2 separate regions of the Sus scrofa genome follow, and region 1 is linked to region 2. The links are chromatin contacts, called in public HiChIP or PLAC-seq maps. All regions are on one chromosome and are shown on one strand. Each heading gives the region's core, a stretch centred on a gene start, on an enhancer-like site or on the middle of the called end of the contact. The rest is flanking DNA. Distances are from core to core; before and after follow the strand shown. Region 1 holds the start of LOC100525572 (SLAM family member 9). Region 2 has its middle 130 kb from the start of FCRL5.

Region 1 (3,891 bases), core at 638-3,137, 83 kb after region 2:
TAACCTAAAATTTTATCCACTTTTCTCCCCACCCTTTCTCTCTCTGTCATCTCTGTCATCTGTAGTTGTCCAACCCCAGACCCTGCAGAGAAAACTCTAACTAATATGACATATTTTCCAGCTCAACAAAACTGAAAAAGAAAGAAAGGCCACATTTTACTGTGACATAAAGTCACCTCATTTAGAAGGAGGTAATGTTTCGCAAGTTTGTTGTTACTTTGAGACATCTGTTTGCAGAAGTTCCCCAAGTCATTAAACTTTATGTAACTCCTGCAAGAGGCTGGGATATGAAACAAAAAATTTAAACAATAAAAGCTTTCCAACTCTCTCTCCAGAATTCATACTTCAAAATTCCTTAGTATTTCCTCATTGGTGTTCATTTAATTTCCTTATCCATCTCCCATGAAGTCTGGAAGGAAATGTGATGAGGTTGTTGTCCACCCAGGCTCCAGTTCCCTTTTCACTGAACTCCCTATTGTTTCTACTTCCCCTTCCCTTCTCTTCTCCCCAGGTTCAGCCCCTTTCTGGAGCCTGTTACCAGTTCCTTCCATAGTCTCTCCATATGCCTTACAACATGTGGGCATACAAGACGCCCTTAAGTTTTAGAGGCTGCTCTTCCCTTTACAAAAGCAGAATTTCACGGTATTCAACATCCTGCATCTGGTCAAGAAGCCCAGACTAGACCCGCTTCTTCCGGGCGCAGACCCCGGTTCAAGTTGCAGAGGCTGTCAGGTCCCCGCTGAGCCCAGATTAGGGGACCCTTGTTTTCACGCCCTTCCAAACCAAGGAGCCAGCTTAAGTCTCCCACCCTTTCCCCAAGCAGCTCCAGGCAGCAGAAGCAATCTCAGGTCCCTGGAAATGGTTCCCTTCCTACAGCCAGGGCTGTCTGAGCTCAGGGTCCCAGTCTCTCCGCAAGCCAAAGGCCAGTTTGTTCTGTTCACCCTGGAACTCTAAACCAATTGCACTGCATTTACTGAAAAATTACAAAGCTGCTTTGTCTCTTTGTTCACAGAAGATATTAATACGGGGAAAGGAGACCCTGCCTCCCTGCTCCACCCAGTGGCCCTCCCTCCCAGGAGCCAGGACCACTCACTGACGAGGAGGCTGAAGAATCGCAGGAGCCAGCAGAGGAGGGGGTCTTCCAAGTAGGGCCCCATCACCGGCTGCCTGCCAGTCTGCTCAGCAGCAGAAAAGACATCTGGGAGACCGAAGCGAGAGAGACGAGAGAGAGGAACGAAGAAGCGTCACTCGAAAGAAGCGCTTGGGTTCCTCCCACCCTAAGGCGGGGCTTCCCGCAGTTGGGTTTGCAGCCCACCAGTCTTCCGTTAAGCTGCTCCGAGGGGGTCTCTATTATCCCAGCGCCTACGGTAGGACCTTAATAAACAATTGCAGAATAAATATATAAACAACCTCACACTGTTGGAGATGCCCCAGCCCCAGCTAGGATCCCCTTACCTGTTTCCCAGCGGTCACAGCTCTGCCCCAGGCAGTCCTGTTCACCCATGTCAGCCTCTGCTTCGGCACAGGAGTCACCGTCTTTCAGCCAGGGTGGGCTAGGTCTCGGCTGCTTTGGGTGCTGTCTCCTGTCTTTATACTATTTAGTAAGTTTAATTTTTTTGTAGCTTCAGCTATCAGGTGCCTAAGGAAGAGCAAAAGAACAAAGCTCTTCTGGGGAAGTGTCAGCTTCCCACACCCCCAATGCAAATGTAGGCATTTACCTACTCCTGCCTGCACCCTGGGGCTTACCCGGCTGCTGCCGCCAGCATTGCTTATTCTCCCCACACGCAGGGCAAAGCCAAACCCCATGGAAAATGAATAGGCTTTTGTTGGAATCACACACACCATTTCCCTTTAAGCCAACAAGGAACACTGGGAGAGAAACAGACATGCTGGCAGAACACCAAGAAATTTGGGGAAATCCAAATTTCTACTTTCTCAGCAACATTCCAACCATTTTACAAAGTGAGAGGGCTCACTGACCATGCACATCCCCAACTTGTCTCGCTCTTTCCAATTTACAAAGCATTTGCTTCTGTGAGACAGACAGATATCATTATAATTACCTTCCCATTTCACAGATGTGGGAACTGAGGATCCAAAGAGGTTAATGAATAAACCCATGGTTTGGAAGCCAGTCCGTAGTAGTACAACCTGGCCTAGGACCAGGTCTCTGCTCTTTCACACCAATGGTCTTTCCAGGTCCAGGTCTTTCCATGTCCAGGTCCCTCTCGGTGCGGTGATTCCCCCACACAAGGTGACTTCGGAACTTGAGAAGCCACATGAGGGGGAAGGAGGCCCGGCCTGACCCAGGGCAGCCTTTTGCATCCTTTGCCTCATTCCAGGCAGCGGAACTGTGGCTGCATCTCAGAAGCCTCCGAGATCAAGCCTGCCCTTATTCAACCACGGCCGCCGCCTCCCCGAGGCACTCAGTGCAACACAAGCTGGCCGGCACCTCCAGCCACAGCTCAGACCTGCACAGGCTGCTGGCCTGAGAAGCCTTAGCGGTCTCCCAACAGGACCAGGGACCCCCACTGTGTGTAAGCTGCAGGCTGGGGGACCTGCCCTCCTTCCTGGGGCAGCCAACTGCCCTCCTGGGGAGTCTCAGTGTCCCACTCTCCTGGGGTCTCTTCATCTTAGTCTTCACATCCATCCCATCAGTCACTCCAGCTGCATTACCTTTTAAAGCTGGAGAAGCCCCCCTGGTGAAGAGACCGCTCCTTTCCCAGGCTTGTTCCCAGCTTCTGCAAGGGCTCTTGCCCACCCATTTGTCCATGACTCTCACTCCAACCACATCATTCAGTCTCTTTCTGCTGAGCTTTCCCTCGTGATTCTTGGCTGAGCTGGTTCTCAGCATCTCTCTTCTGTACAAGAAGACAGACCATATCCCCCTGCACAACCTTCTACCAAACCCAGGCATTCAGAGCACATTACTCTACCACACAGGGAAGAGGGTGGGCTCACAGATCCCCACCCACAGCCCCGGAGATTGTACCCACAGACCTTTGAGACCCTCCCACTGGAACCTCAGAGGGAGGGAGCTCCTGCAGGAGCAGGGACCTGGGAAAAACCTCCCCATTTCAGGGGTCACCCCTCCCTCCTGGGCCTAAGAAAGAGCCCCCATCAGCCTCCAGCCTGTCACCTGCTCCTGCTCCCTGGATTAAGACGCTCCCTCCCGTCCCGTCAAATATTTGCTGACCCCTCCCAGTGCAGCTCACATGGCCCCTGGGAGCCGCCCCATCCTGCCCAGATGGAACCAGGTGCTCTCTGTGCTGGGTTCCCACAGCCCTGCAGCAAGGGGTCATCTGTGATGTGACCAGGATCTTGCCCCTCCCCTTTCTGAGGCAGGTCCCAGGCCCCGAGAACAGGGGAGACGAGGAGGCCCCACTCTCAGGCTGGGGCAAGGGCAGGGTGGGATCCTGAGAGGGGGGTCTTGTGGTCTCACCCTCGTCCCAGCCCTCCTGTGAGGACACTGGATGTCACACATGCTCTGGACCAAGGCAGGAAGCTCTCAGCTAAGCTGCACGTGGCAGCCGTGACTGGCTCCCACACAGCAAATACGTACTGAGCACACCTTGTGCCTCGGCACAGCCAGGGCTCTCCTCTCCTGGCCTGTCACCATCGGCTGCTGTCACTGAGCCCCGAGGTATCTTCAAGAGCAGCAGGACCTCATCTAGGACCTCCCCTTCTGATAGGCCTTGGGCTCAGTGCTCTGTGGGAAGGAGAAGGTGGGCTCCTCTACAGTCAGATTTTCCCAGCCCTGCTTCCCCAGGGGTGCTGATAATTCACCCAAGAACATCCACTCCTCAGAAGAACAATCTCAAAGTCTACAGTGTTATCCTTAGAAATCCAAATCTGAAAATTCCAAATTCTTCTGATATTCAAGAACTGTTG
Region 2 (4,184 bases), core at 711-3,210:
GAAGAGATGCAGAGGGCAAGGTGTGTGGGAGGAGGCATGGAGCTTCGGGGCCCTGCCAGGGTGCACTGCCCTCCCATCACCTCCATGTGGTCACCAACCCAGAAGCTCCCAAGTCCCATCCTATGTGGAATTTTATGGAGGCTTCCTCCTGTAGGCATGATAGATTAATAACCCCAGTTCCAGTCTCTCTTCCCTCTTTGGATAAATAAGAATGGGGTTGAAAATGCCAAGCTTCTAATCTTAGCCTGGTCTTTTTGGTTGACCAGTGCCCCCCACCCCCAAGAGTCACCTCATTAGGACAAAAGACTCTGCTATCAGCCAGGTTATTCCCAGAAATTTAGGAACCCGGTCTCAGAAACCAGGGTCAAAGACCAAATGTTAGAACAAAAGATGCTCTAATGCTTTTATCGCTAAGGAAATTACAAGGGTTTTAGGAACTGTGTGCCAAGGGGAACTCAAGACAAGGGCAATATACATGTTTTCTATTATCTCAGAATTGCCAACCATTGTTGGTTCCACAGGCTTCTCACCCTCGGGCCCCCAGGCTGGGCTCCTCATCCTCTCCACTGGTCAACTGGGTACCTTCTCGCCTTCACCCCTTTCACCTGGTGAATCTTCCACAACGTGTCTCCCTATCCGGTCACCTCTGCCCCCATCACTGCCCTGACTTAGCCCCCATCTCTTGCTTGGATTTTTACAATTTTTACAATGGATTTTTACAATTACAAAATTTTTGTGAATTTCCTTTACAATTTTTACAATGGGTTGCCCTGTGCCTCCAGTGTTCCTGGATAAGCCTTGCTGCCCTGATTAATCCTCCTCAAGCACCCTCAGATCCCGCCTCGCCCCTGTTCAAAGAGCTTCACTGATTTCCAGTTACCCACAGAATTTATTTCAGAGGCTGCAGGCTGGCTTTTAGCATCATCTACAGCCTTCTGCCACCTGCCCATGGTCCTCAGACCTGTGGCTTCAGCCTCACCCAGGTGTTTGTAAGAAATGCAGATTCCCAGGCCCCCTGGAGCTACTGAGTCAGAATCTGCTATTGAACAAGATGGCCTGGTGAATCAGTACACGTTCACATTGAAGAAGTACTAGAGGTTTCCCTGTGGCACTGCGGGTTAAGGATCTAGCTTTGTTGCAGCTGTGGCGCAGGTTGCAACTGCAGTGCAGGTTCAATCCCTGGCTGGGGAACTTCCACATGCAGTGCATGCAGCCCCAAAAATTCCCCCTAAAAGACATTGAAGACGTGCTGCTTTATGGTCAGATTTCTTCTTTTTAAATATTTAAAGTTTTCTTGTGGAGCATCAGGTTAAGGGTCTGGTGTTCATCACTGCTATGGCTCTGGTCACTACTGTGGCTTGGGTTTGCTCACTGGCCTGAGAACTACCACGTGCCATGGGTGTAGCCAATATGTATACATATTTGTGACTGTGTGGTGTGAGATCCTTGTGGTTCAAGGCCTTTCCCTTCCCCACCCCTCCTGCTCCCTTTCCCATCTGGGTCCCTTACTCCTGGAATCATGTCTCTCTGACTGGCAGGCATGGTGGTCTCAAAATAATATATATATATATAATGTATATTATGTATTTTATTATTATATATAATATACATAGTATAAGTATATACGTGTCATCAGATCCTTCATATAAAAGTCATAAATGCATGTGGTTTTAAAAAACAAAGTGAAAAGTCTCAGTTCCCTGCTGGCCCCAGTTCCTTCCCTCAGAGGCACCCACTTCTATTATTTCTGGATTTAGTTTTTCTGTGGTTACTTCTGTGTCTCTCAGTAATGCTTCTAAGGCTATTTCTGGAGTTTTCAAACCAAAACATCACCTAATGACTTCTGGCTAATTTAGGGAGATTTAACTCACTGCTGCCCCCACCCCACCAAGCTGCCTCCCACTCCACCTCCCAGTGGCTGGAATGCTTTTGGCTTTTGTCATGTGTCTGGTCATGTGTCACGTCATGTGTCATGCTTCTGGCTTTTGTCACGTGTCTGGTGGATCCTTCGAATGACTCTCATGTAAAAAAAGAGCCAGGCAGCTTTGTGGGTGATCATGTTCCCCCTTGGCGTAGGGGCAGGCATTTACGCTGGGGAACCCCTGAGTGTCGAAATGAGGAAGTTTCTTGAAGCCCCAGGACCCACACAAAGTTGTTCCCTCCAGATCATGAGGTCAGAGTGTGGGGGTTTGTTTTTGCTTTTTTTTTTTTTTTTTTGTCTTTTTGCCATTTTGGGGTCCGCTCCTGCGGCATATGGAGGTTCCCAGATTAGGGGTCGAATCGGAGCTGTAGCCGCCGGCCTACGCCAGAGCCACAGCAACGTGGGATCTGAGCCGAGTCGGCAACCTACACCACAGCTCACGGCAACGCTGGATCCTTAACCCACTGAGCAAGGGCAGGGATCGAACCCGCAACCTCATAGTTCCTAGTGGGATTCGTTAACCACTGCACCACGACGGGAACTCCTGTTTTTGCTTTAAAAGAGCCTTCCTTTTGTGGATGTCCGAGAAGGAAATGCCTGGTCTGGGGAGAGGGTTGGGGGTTAAGATATCACGCCCAGACCTCCCAGTTGGCTCCCTGCTTCAGCCCCGTTCTTGCCACCCTCCCCTACTACCTACCCATCTGAGCTCAGTCCCTGAGGTTCTTCTGGGTGGAGGGCTCCATCCACTGCTGTGCCCCAGGTGTGAGTTCTAAGATAGGAGACTATCGCCACCTCCATCCCAGACACCAGGTGCCTGGTCTTGACAGCACAACCAGCCAGGGCTCTGAGAGTCGGAAGAGGTTGGCTTTCGGGGGGGACGTGGATGATGTTGATCCTGGAATCTATTTCTCCATCCTTCTGTATCTTCCCTGGGGACCCTAGTTATCGACGTGTTTGATCTCCATCGTCATCGGTCCTTATTGTTCTAATGGCCTCCTTCTTGTTTCCTCTATTATTTTTCTCATCTGTCTTCTACGCCATTGACAGTGTTTTCTGTGGTATTGATTCTGTTCTTTGCAACTTTAAATTCTGCAAAAGAATGCTTTTTCTCCTCTATTAGTCTTAAGCCCCTCCCCCTTCACAATCTGATGTATTAGTTCCTCTTTCACCTCTGGTTTTATCAGTCTTTTGCAAGCTGTTGTTTGTTTCCTTTATTTTGGAGGACCAAATATCTGCGGAGGTCTCATGTTAGGTTTTTTCTCCACTGCTCTTCGTCGTTGATGGGTTTTTTTGTTTGTTGTGATGTTTGCCTCAGCAAATATGTGTGTTTCAGTTCCCTTTGGCTTTGCTTCTGTCAGGACCCTGAGTTCCGAGCACACGAGTCAGAGAATCAGGTGTAGTGGCACGTGTTCTGTTTGGTCTCCGCACTGCCTGGGGAGGGCGGGGAGAGAGCGTGGACTCTGGGCAATGGGGGCTGGAGAGCCCTGTCTGCTCCCCCTGCTCCAGGTCGGCGAAAACCACACAGAAACGGTCTCCTCCGAGCGGGGGGTCCTGGTCCAGGAGGAGCCCTTGGGATTCCACTCCTTTCCCCTCCCCCGGCAGTCGGGGCCACCCACGTGGTGTGACAGCCTTGTGGTTCAAGGGCTTTCCCTCTGCCCACCTCTCTGGTGCCTTTTCCATCGGGGTCCCTTGTTCCTGGAATGGTGTTTCTCCAGCTGGTGGGCTTGGTGGTCTCAGGGGCCTGCAAGGGCTCTGTTAGAATGTTTCCATCTCATGCTTTCATTTCGAGTTAATCATCCGGTACTTAGCAGGTACATGTTTAGAGCTTGCAGGTGCCCACCTTACAGCAAAGGCATTTTCAGAGCTGTGTTGGCTTTTGTGTTAAAGCATCTTCACAGGAGGAACGGATAATGGCACAGAGCATCGTCCTGATGGAGGCTACCTGGTGCCTGGTTCACGTCGGGGAGATAGGTGGGAGGACCGGTGTCCGACGGGGCAGGGCAGAGTGACAATAGCAGTAGCATGTGCTGTGATGCTGCTCTGAGTGCTGTGGGGGTATTAACTCAGTGACGCTGTGGACAAGTCTGTGAGGGAGGCCTGGATACTCCCCTCTTAGAGCTGAGGAGACCGGGGCACTGGGGATCAAGTCCATGTTCAGGAGAGGACAGTTGGTAAGTGATGTGAGGGTTTATGCAGGCAGCTGGCCCCGAAGCCACATTCCTTACCCATTAATCTGTAAGACTCAGGTACTTTCCCCAAAGGT

Evidence for each region. HiChIP or PLAC-seq counts read pairs in DNA pulled down with a chosen protein or histone mark.
Region 1: a contact with region 2 is called in an H3K27ac HiChIP or PLAC-seq map of alveolar macrophages, with 5 times the contacts expected there. The contact joins the promoter of LOC100525572 here to the enhancer-like site in region 2. A contact is called at or near these places in 2 of 5 promoter capture datasets (fetal liver and liver), 34 of 47 Hi-C or Micro-C datasets (adipose tissue, alveolar macrophages, blood and 17 more) and 2 of 2 datasets of contacts at active chromatin or transcription factors (alveolar macrophages and skeletal muscle).

Annotation. Positions count from the first base shown.
Region 1 is chr4:92,789,774-92,793,664 of Sscrofa11.1, forward strand. LOC100525572 (SLAM family member 9) reads right to left here and starts at 1,888. Exons shown (of 9, transcript XR_002343395.1): 1 at 1,747-1,888; 2 at 1,456-1,639; 3 at 1,094-1,198.
Region 2 is chr4:92,706,646-92,710,829 of Sscrofa11.1, forward strand. No RefSeq gene overlaps it. Among named protein-coding and RNA genes, the nearest start is that of FCRL5, 130 kb to the left of the region's middle. Within about 2 kb of position 1,961, at least 15 of the 83 cell types and tissues checked have an H3K27ac peak or open chromatin away from gene starts, as enhancers often do. A contact at or near this core is called in alveolar macrophages, liver, retroperitoneal adipose tissue and 1 more, where this site is marked.